Linked DNA regions of Canis lupus: region 1 is linked to region 2. A link is a contact called in public Hi-C data. All regions are on one chromosome and are shown on one strand. The core of a region is the stretch at or near the end of the contact, and the rest is flanking DNA. Distances in the headings are between cores, read along the strand shown. Region 1 holds the start of CALM2 (calmodulin-2). Region 2 overlaps TTC7A (tetratricopeptide repeat protein 7A).

Region 1 (5,470 bases), core at 1,005-3,504, 150 kb after region 2:
TGATCTCCTTACAATTTGACACAATAAACATTATTTAGACAAGCACAAAACTTTCTACCTCTTCCTGTCTTCTACTTATTAGGCAGGCCCCAAAGTCTTCTTGAAGCAATCCCCAGCCCTTTCAATATCAACTACATGTAAACCCAAGACAAATTCTTATTCTTTAAACTTGATAAGAGCCCTAATTTTAAATCTTCTCCAGGTCTTATAATTATTATGTTGCTTTAAGACAACTTCCAAATTAATTTTACTTAATAATGACTGTCAATCTAACTAACTCAAAACCCCCAAAGCACCAATGATGTAAACAGTAACTAGAAAAGCTTATCACTGGCAAGGACCATGAAAGCAAGATTAAAAACTGTATACATCACCCAGAAAATCTATTCGAGTTCCTGATTCAAGTATGAGACTGATTAGGTAAAAATTTTACCGTTCATTTAAAAACATTTTTAAAAACTTATTGCACAATTTAGAACCTTGATTCCATGCTTATAATGTAATCTGAAAGTAAATCCAACCAGTATGTTTGAAGTCAGGAAAAAATAATTTAAAAAATCAAAATAGAATGAATGCATCAAACTTGAATGAACACTAGTTTTAACCAAGGTGAACTCCTCTCCCCACACCCATACAAGCTGGAGGTTTCAGTTGGCAAGGACTCCCAACTCCTGTTTAAGATGTCACCTTGCCTTCTAGACACACCCATCGCTGTAACCACTTGGCAGACGGAAACACAAAATAGGTATTGCAAATTACCGCCCTCATTAGATTTTTTTTTTTTTAAGCAGGAAAAAAAAACCAGGAGTTCCGGTCTCAACTGATGACAGGAAAATGCTTTTGAAAAATCCCCTGCTCCCCCTGCCCCCGGTACACCCTTCCTTCACTACAGTATTTGACAGCCACTACTGTGCAAATGCATTGGACGGCATGTAACCGTGGTCTAGCATTTTCTATACGGAAATACGACTCCTTTTCCACGGAGCTGGAGCTGGAGCTGGAGCGGGGGCAAGGCTGTGGTTAACATCAGGAGTGCACGTGGGTCCTCCATAGAATACAGACGCTGCTTACGGGAGGATAAAAGCCAGTCGCGCCGAAGCCTGCCTTCGGTGAGCGACTAGAGAGCCTTTCAGACCCAAGCCGGAGCAGAGGGCTGTAACGAGACGCGCAGAGGATGCGCCAGACTTCAGGTATAAAAAGCTCATTCCCTTCAACCAACGACGGAGCCACTTAAGATAAATTTGTTGTTCAATGTCCAGCCCGGGGAGCAGGAAAAGGCCCCAGATGGAGTGGGGAAGATTCAGGATCAACCGAGCTTCCTTCTCGCCACCCGGAGCGGGGGAGGGGGGGGAAGGGGGATGGGAACCTGCCAGGCCGCCCTCCCCCCCCACCCATCCCCAACCGGCCGGCCCCGCCGCGCCCTCCGCAGCCCTGCAGGTGCCAGCGCAGCAGCTGGGGCGCGAGCCGAGCGGGCGGCGGCCCCGGCCACGCCGCCCCGCCCCCCCCCCCCCCGGCCGCTCCCCGCGCCGCGCGGGCTCGGCCCACACAGCGCGCCGCGCCCGCCCGCGCGCCCCCCGCCCCCCGCCCGGCACGCGGGGGATGCGGGCTAACGGCGGCGCTGGCGCTCGCCCCGGGCCTCGCGCTCCCTCCCGCCCCCTCGGCGCATGGCGGCCGCGAGCGGACAAAGGCGCTTCCTGGCGCCAGCACTAACCGTCCGTTGGGCTTTTGAATCCGGCCCCGGCACTGACCTTCCGAGATGCCCGACCCGAGGCGCCTGCCCGCCCGCTCCCCGCGCCCTTCCACTCTCTCGTCTGCACCATGTGCTGGGCCGCCCCCCGCCCGGAACCGCCCTCCGCCTCACCCCGCCGAGCCCCTGAGGAGCTCCGCCGCCTCGCGGGCAACGCTCCCGGCCCCCACAGCGCTAGAGCGCTCCTCCCGGAGGAGGACGGCGATGGGGAGCACCTGCGACGCAGCCGCCGCGGCGCCCCCAGGCTCTTTCGCGCCAACCTTCCGGCGAAGACCACTCCGGAAGGGGGTGGGGGGAGCAACGTACCCCCCCAGACAAGTTTCCTTCAGCCTCGTCCCCCCTCAGGCCGAGCGCCGGCAGCTCAGCGGCGCACTCACCATGCTGCAAGCGCTACCGGTCTCCGAGAAGCGGCCACACAACCAGTCAGCTCGCTCGCCCCGCTCGGACTAATTCTCCTCCTCCGCCCCCAGCGCCTCATAAACACCTCCCTCCGCCAGATCCCTCCGCCGCACGCCAGATAACGGAACAGCGCAAACGAGTCCCGGCTAAGCCCCCTCCTCTCCAGCTCGGCTCGGACTCCTGTCTCCACTGTTACGGACTCGACGAAGCAAAAGAGAAAGGGAAGTGGGCGAGCGGATGACGTAAGTGGGTTTCACTGCTCAGCGAGCCCGGGTACCGGCCGGTGGAGTCGCGCCCGCGGGGCGCTACTTTGCGGCGCGGAGGAGCATCATGGTGGCGGCTCGCGGCCGAGGATCGTTGAGTCGGCCTCTGATTGGCTGGTTCGTACCTGCAATGCGTCACTCGGGGCTCGCAGCCGCCGCCGGGACGCGGTGCGGCTTCTGCCGTTGCTGCTCGGGCCGCGCTGCCCTGGCAACTGCGCCAGGCGGCAGAGTCGCTTCCCCTGCGCCTGGCCGGAGAACCTTTCTCCCCCACCCATGCTGCCCTCCCACACTCACACACACACGCTTTCCCGCCTCTCCCCGGTACAGGCGGAGGCGAAAACACCTCAGGCGGAGAGAGAACGACGCCGAAAGACCCCGGAAACCTGTACCCCGCGCCCAGCCTCCCCGCCTCGTGGAGGCCACACATTTTTCAATTTTACTCCCTCACAAAACCCTATAAAAACCTAGGTAAGGAAAATGCAGCTGCTTAGCTGCGAGCCTAATCCAAAAGGGTTCTCCTTATCTTACGAGGGGTGCTTTCCCGGAAAAGTCCCTCAGAAACCACGGCATCAGGGATCCCGTGGGATCAGTTCCCGCCCCGATAGCCTTTTGGTGTCGTGGAATATAACAGGGTCCTCGGTTGGAGTCAGACCTGGGTGCAAGTGTTGGTTGGTCCACTTTCTTAGATGTGTGACCTTGGATGAGTCCTCTCGAGCCTCATAAAATGGAGGAGGTGATAATACTTCTCTGAAAAGGTTTTTGTAAGGATTAAAATGATAGGAATTTTAGAGTTAATGTGAAACGTTCAAGTATCTGGCTCAAGGTAGGTACCCAACAAGCGAGGGACCCTGTAATCAATTGGCCCTTTCGGGTCTCTGACCGCTCAGATTTAAGTGGACGTTTAAAAGACATGTTTAAGAGTCAGCTCCTTGGAACTGGAGCCCGTGTGCGCTGTTGGTGGGAATGTGAAATGGTACAACCACTACGAAAGTGAAAAATTAAAAGACAATTGCCATATCATGCAATAATTCCAATTCTAGGTATGTACCCAGAAGAACTGAAAGCAAGATCTTGAAGAGATGTTGATACACCTATTCTCAAGGCTGTGTTATTCGATATAGCTAAAACTTGGAAGCAACCCAAATGTCCGTCAGTAGATAAATGGATGAGCAAAATGTGGCATATACATACTTAAGAATATCATTCAGCCTCAAAAAAGGAAATTCTACAGGGTGTTGCAACATGGATGAACCTTGAGGACATGTGGTAAGTGACATAAACTAGTCACAAAAAGATAAAGATATTGTAGAATTCCATTTATGTGGGGTACTTAGAGTAATTAAAATCAGAGACAGCAGTTTACCAGGGATTTTCCAGTAGATTATTAGATAAGATAGTGGTTACCAGAGGGTGGAGCAGGGGGAATGGGGAGTTACTGTTTAGAGGGTATGGAGTTTCAGATCTACAGATGAAAAGACTTAGGAGGGTGGGTGGTGGAGATGTTTACACATTTTGAATGTGCTTAATATCACTGAACTGTGCACTTCAAAATGGCTAAGATGGTCAGTTTTATGTGTACTTTATCACACATATGCATTTTTTTTAATTAGCTCTTTGGTCCCACCCCAAATAAGCAAGGGTATGCATAACTTGAAATACTTAACAAGCAGATTGTGAACACCTACTGTATGAATTTGATGTTGACTATAATGTAATTGTTACCATAGAGGGAGCTTACAAGCCACAGAAGTTCCAGAAGGATTTCTAAAGAAGATCACTCCTAAACTGAATCTGATACAATAAATGACCTAGGAAACAAGCAAAAGGTAAGGAGGAAGAGAGAAGCAAATTCCAGGTGGAAGGAAGAACAGAGCAGAGGCCCAAAGACATGCGATTGCATGTCATGATGGAGGAGCTGTCAGTGATTTTAGGCATTACTAGAGCCAGCCAAACACAGGCAAGGGTTGCTGGGAAGTTAGAAAGGAGCTAGGGTTTAATGCTCAAACTGCAGTTCCTCAAGAAGGTTGTTGGTAGAACTAGTGTCCAGAAAGAATCATCTTAGGCTACAGTAAGCCTTAAAATTTCTCAGTGAAAAGCATTGGCTTATGGAGCCTTGAAATGTAAGCGAGCAGGATTTTTAGCAGGCCAAGGTGAAATCTTGCCTGCTGAGGAGAAGGTTGCCCATCAAGACCAAGACATTCTGTAACTGCTATCTGCACATACTTGGAAAGCTTCAGTGGAATTTAACCTCTTTTAGCCTATTTAGACATTTCTTCATACCATTGAAAGTATTTACTAGGCCAGGGATGGATCCTCTTTCTTTCAGTCATGCAAACCAGACATAAAGTGAGTACTCTTTCAATTAGTATTGGCAGCACTGTGACCTTCCTTTCAGTTGAATGACTCTTTAATGAAAACTCAGGACCCTGGATGCCTGGGTGGCTCAGTGGTTGGGTGTTTGCCTTTGACTCAGTGCATGATCCTGGGGTCCTGGGATTGGGTCCTGCATTGGTCTCCCTGCATGGAGCCTGCTTCTCCCTCTGCCTCTCTCTCTGTGTCTCTCATGAATAAATAAATAAAATCTTAGGAAAGAAAGAAAGAAGGAAAGGAAAGGAGAGGAGAGGAGAGGAGGAGGAAGAGGAAGAGGAGAGGAGAGGAGAGGGAGAGGAGAGGAGGAGGGGGAGGGGGGAAGGGGAAGAACTCAGGACCCTCATGCTTCTATTATCCTTACTAACTTAATACTGTAATGAGGCAGGGTCAGGGGAGGTAATTAGCTTTATCTCACAAATGAAATACCATTTAGAATATTACTTAATTGTAGGTACCTCTGCTTCAGAATCGAAGCTGGAGACAAGAGCCCTAAGGCCATAGTTCCACTACTCTGTGTTCTGGTAGCTCCCAAGTCTTTCCAAGGTATTTCTCAGAAATTTATCTATGATTCCTCCTCTGATGGAAGAGCCATCAACAATCTTTTCTCTCAGTCACTAAAAATATTCTCTCTTCACACAGTACCCCATCAGTATGCATAATTTTACATATAAAATTTTTAATGATAGGAAAT
Region 2 (5,197 bases), core at 643-3,142:
CGTTGCTCCTATTTCCTAAGTGAGAAACTCAGGTTTGGGGAGGCGTTCAGTGGCTTCCTGGAGTTCAGACACTGTCCAAGTGTTGGCAGGATTGGAACCCTGGGAATGTGGCTCTGATCACCCCAGCACCTGTCTTGTGACAGCCTTGCTAGAGGAGTCATCCTCAGGCCAGGCCAGTTCTCCCAGAGGGAGGTTTCTTAGCCTCAGCACGGACACTGGGGTCAGACCATTCTTTGCTGTGTGGGGTGCCCTGTGTATTATAAAATGTTCAGCAGGGGGATCCCTGGGTGGCGCAGCGGTTTGGCGCCTGCCTTTGGCCCAGGGCGCGATCCTGGAGACCTGGGATCGAATCCCACATCGGGCTTCCGGTGCATGGAGCCTGCTTCTCCCTCTGCCTGTGTCTCTGCCTCTCTCTCTTTCTCCCTCTGTGACTATCATAAATAAATAAAAATTTAAAAAAAAAAATTAAAAAAAATAAAATAAAATAAAATAAAATAAAATAAAATAAAATAAAATAAAATGTTCAGCAGCATCCCTGGCTTCTTCAGACAGCTCCCTGCCTCTCAACCAAAATGTTGTGACAACCAAAACTGTCTCCGGATGTGTCAAATGTCCCTGGAGGGTAAAATCACATCCCTGGTGAGTGTCACTACCCAAGAGTCCTCCTGCTTGATTTAGATTTCAGGAGGAAAGGAGAGGTGATTGAGAGACTTAGCAAAAACAGGACTCGAGTGCATTCCCTGGCAGAGACCTACTCAGAGACTTGGCGTGGTTGAGGTGACCTCTGCTGAGGTCACGTGGATCACTGCTAGACAGCAGTATTTTTGGAGCTCTTCAATTCAATTGGAATTGCATGTGGTTTGGAGAAACTTTCATGAGAAAGATAGTCTCCCATTCAGCCAGAAGCCTAGGCTTTCGACTTTTTCTTTTTTTTTAAATATTTTATTTATTTATTCATGAGAGACACAGACAGAGAGAGAGGCAGAGACACAGGCAGAGGGAGAAGCAGGCTCCATGCAGGGAGCCCGATGTGGGACTCGATCCCTGGACCCCAGGATCACACCCTGGACCGAAGGCAGGCACTAAACTGCTGAGCCACCCAGGGATCCCCTAGGCTTTCGACTTTTAAAGGGGGTTGCGGTGAGGGGCTGTAATGGTGGGCAGGACTGGAATCAGTGCCCTGTGGCAGTTGGGGGGACAAATGGGCCCCAGGAGCTGGTTATCTCGGGTCAGGGAAGGGCAGGCCACAGAACACTGTGCATGCTCAGAAATGTTGTGTGTCCCTCCTAAGACCCAGCCCCAAGCTCCAAGGAACTAAGAACCTTTCTTAAATCTACTTCAATTTCTGAAAGATAAGGTGGACGGCTCATTGATGTGTTTCTTGGGTGAGGGAAGGGAGGTGGCATAGGAAAGGCAGGCCTGTCTCGGTGGGGCTGGATGATCCCCTTAGAGCTGAGGCTTGAGGCCACCTCTGTTAATAACACAATTGTTCCTCAGGTTTTCCTAGAATCTGAGGTCTTAGCTGTTGGGCTGTCCTGACATTCCATGGTTATATGACAGGGACAGTACCTGGTATATCGTAGGCACTTGAGTGTTTTTTGAATGAGTGAACCAAGAAGTAGTAGAAACAGCCTGAGCCTGTAACTGGCCAGACTGAATTTTGAGACCTAGGTGCATGTCAGCTTTGTGACCTTAGGCACATTCTGAGCCTCAGTTTCCACATCTGTGAAATGCAGACAAAATCAGCTTTGCATGCCATCGTGGGCATCCAGCATTTGAATGAGAAGCGCATGATTTAGCCGTCTTTAAAACAAAAGCAAGTGAGGTGGGGTTCAGTCTGAGAATGGCACCACGTACTACTCTGCGGCGGCTCGGGATGTGGGCTAGTGATGGGGCTGCTGTATCCGCCAGGGCTGACTCTCGCCCCAACCCCTCTGACTCAGAGTTCTGAGACATGGCTCTCTCTGTGTTCCCCTTCCCAGATCACAAATAACACCACATCACGGCATCTGAAAGGCTCTCACCCGGTTGACTACGAGCTCACCTACTTCCTGGAAGCTGCCCTCCAGAGTGCTTATGTGACAAACCTGAAGAAGGGGTAGGTCGCTTGCAGCTGAGTGGGCCCTGGATGTTTCTTTCTGGGTTGTGGGTGCTCCTGATGCTGGTCGCGTTAAGTCTGGCCTCTCTGATCTGGGTGTGTGTACGTGTGTGCGCTCTTGAGAGGATCGGTGGGGGCTGGTGTGTTCCCATCTTGTCAGGCTGAGCTGTGCAGAGGCACACACCTGGGGAGGAGGGCAGTTGTGGACCCCTGGCCTCCAGGAGGCCTGCATTCTCCTCCTCTCTCTCCACTGTACCCTCAGTATTAGACAAGGGGATACTGCTCAAGTCCCTGTCTTCTGAATGGTAAAAACAGGGTGGAAGGGTTCCCACCAGGAGGCAGGCTGTCACTCTGCTCTCAGGTGAGAATACCTGCCAGAGCTCTTGACCCATCCCAGCTGCTTAGAAAACCAGAGGTATTATTATTATCATTTATTTGTATTATTTTTGTGGCAGGCCCCAGCTGGGTAGGCTGATGGCCCAAGCCTGAACTTCATACCTTTTGTTTCTGTTCTTTAAATTTTCCTAGTGCCAGGCCAGGGAGGCGGTGTGTCGCCATTTGGGACATGCAGACCGGGAGGCCCAGAGAGCCAAGGCGGCTTGGCCCCCAAGGATGGAGCTAGCCCAGACCCTGGGCTCCTCAGACCACCCTGTGGCTGGCAGGGTACGGGCTGAAGGACATCACAGGGACCCTGGGAAGCATGCTGCCTCTGTTCTACCTCTACCATCTGGGCTTTTCTTTCCTTTTATGGTTGCTGAGCTTCAGTTTCGTAGACACAGTGGCCCGGTGGGCCAGTTCCTGTTTTTGCTGCCCAGGCAGCTGCCACCTGGCCACTTCTCCCTAGCTGCAGGCAGCCCCTGCCCTGGCTCTGCCCCCACCCCTGGGACCCCCTTCGGTCTGCAGGATGAATGAGGGGTGTGGAGAGATGGCCCCTCAGCTGAACCTTCGCAGTATGGGTCTGCTGCTGCCTGTTTTTGCAAATAAAGTTTTATTGGAACATAGCCATACCTACTGTTTACCTATTGTCTCTCACCCGGAGTGGAGTAAATAGCAAATCCTAAAATATTTACTCTCTGACCCTTTATAGAAAAGTGTGCTGACGCCTGCTGTGTTTAAGAGGCCCTCCCTCCCAAGGCCTCCTGTAGGCACAAAGGGTGGAGGTGCTCGTCTGCACCTCTTTGTGATTCCAGTGTCCCCTTCATTCTTGTGTTTGTCTGCATACGTGCCGAGTCTGTGTGAGGTACTTGCTAAGTGCTTTGCTTCATGTGTATTTGGTCCTCCTGGCAGCCCTGTGGTAGGGCTGTTGTTGCATCCCCATTATGTGGGGGGCGGTGGAGGCACAGAGAACATAAATGACCTGCCCTGGGCAGAGCCAGGATGATGAATGCAGGACCCAGCTGGTGCTCCTTCCCGTTGGGCTCCCCTGCCTGCAGCAGGAGTAATGAGACCCTGCCGCTGCCCCCAGGTGCTCCCGCCTCGCACGCATGTGTGCTTTGAGTGTGCTCAGCTTGGTAGATGTGGCCTCAGCTTCCGGTTTGAAGAGTTGGAGGTGGGGTACCCTGGCCATCTGGAAGTCGCCAAAGTGGGGCCCAGGAGTGGGAGGCTACCTAGCAACCCCAGGCGAGTTCCTCTTCCACCCCCTTTCCCCCCAGCTCCACTTCCTTCCTCCAACCGGGGGCTTCTGTTTGTCCTGCATCTAGATGGGTGAGGGTCCAAGGAGAGGCAGGACTGAAAAGCACCTTGAGTACTGAGTTCAGAGCACAGGGAGTGTTGCAATGAACCCCCTCTCTGCTGCAGTCCCCTCAGGGCTGCCCGTTCCCCTTGCCCACACCGCACTTGCTGCACTTGTGACTGGGTTCAGGTGACCATCAAGGACAGCCAGGAGGGAAGGCGGGAGAGTGCCGGCGGTGATCCAGCACCTGCTGTGTGCTGGGCTGGACCATGTGCTCAGCGTACAGTGTCCTGTGAAGGGAGTCAGGTGACCCCAGGTCACTCGACAGGGGGCAGAGCCTCAGCAAGGTTGAGTAACTTGCCCAACCTCACCCACTGGGATTCTGGCTTCAGATCTGAGTAGCCTCAAAACCCATGTAGCTTCCAGCTTGGAGGGGTGTGGGAGAAAGCAGGGCCTGGTGGTGGTTGGGCTGATCCTCGCTTTGCTGACTCAGGACTCTCTCTGGGATACTGAGTCACCATTCTCAGTGGGTGGCTCCTCTTCCTGAAGCTGGTCCCACCCGTCCCTGAGCAGGCCTCTTCCTCCTTGTCCGTGTTCCGCACACTCTGGCTGTGTGTGTGTGTGTGTGTGGTGGGATGGTGGTGGTGCGGCCAGCAGTGGACAGAGCAGTAACCAACGCTCATCCCTCCAGGACAGCCCAAGTAATTCCAGTTACTGTTCCATTCCTGTCGCTCTGCTCTCCACCCTTCGTCCTCTTTTCCTAAAGTGCAAATCATAGCCCTGAAAGACAGGATGCTGACTCTTCTCCCCCTGCACCCCCCCGCCCCGCCGGGCCTCCCAAATAAAGAGCAATGGAAACTGAGTCATTTCTTTCCAAGCAAACAGCCCAAACATTCGAAAACTTGAGTGGGAGCAGCAGTCCCTGGGACATGTGGCAACAGCCCAGCCCCTCCATCCATTTCCTGTGGCCACGTCCAGCCCAGAGGTGGCCTGGGAATGTGACAGATATTTAAAGCAGGGCTGTGGCCCCGTGTGCCTGGCTGGACTTGAAATAGTTTCTTTACCCCTTTTCTTTTAATAGTAGCTAATACTTGTTGAATACCTAGTGCATGCCAGGCAGGATCCTATGAAGAACTGATAACATCTCCATTTACTGAAGAAAGGAGAGGAGAGGTCACTTGCCCAAAGTCACAGAGCTAATAGGTGATAGAGCCAGCACGCCTGGTACTGAAGGGAGTCTGTCCCCGCTCAGTCCCTGGCTTTGCCTACCACTACCCATGGTGGTATGAGCTTCTGTAATTACTCATTATGGTCTTCAGGTCACAGTTACATCTTCCTAGGCCAATTAAGAGTTCCAGTGGTTTTTAAAATATATTTGTTGTTATTAACTTAAAAAAAAATCATCACTTTAACCCAGGGTTTCTCAG

Evidence for each region. A called contact is a pair of places that touch in the nucleus more often than the background predicts.
Region 1: a Hi-C map of blood shows a contact between it and region 2, with 4 times the contacts expected there. The contact joins the promoter of CALM2 here to the enhancer-like site in region 2. A contact is called at or near these places in 3 of 9 Hi-C or Micro-C datasets (amygdala, blood and skin fibroblasts).

Annotation. Positions count from the first base shown.
Region 1 is chr10:50,363,898-50,369,367 of UU_Cfam_GSD_1.0, forward strand. CALM2 (calmodulin-2) reads right to left here and starts at 2,255. Exons shown (of 6, transcript XM_038551229.1): 1 at 2,125-2,255. The coding sequence starts at 2,127. LOC102155086 (a long non-coding RNA gene) reads left to right here and starts at 2,556. Exons shown (of 8, transcript XR_005365900.1): 1 at 2,556-2,877; 2 at 3,450-3,675; 3 at 4,137-4,235.
Region 2 is chr10:50,212,794-50,217,990 of UU_Cfam_GSD_1.0, forward strand. TTC7A (tetratricopeptide repeat protein 7A) reads left to right here. Exons shown (of 21, transcript XM_038551218.1): 5 at 1,983-2,098. Among named protein-coding and RNA genes, the nearest start is that of TTC7A, 62 kb to the left of the region's middle. Within about 2 kb of position 1,893, at least 2 of the 20 cell types and tissues checked have an H3K27ac peak or open chromatin away from gene starts, as enhancers often do. A contact at or near this core is called in blood, where this site is marked.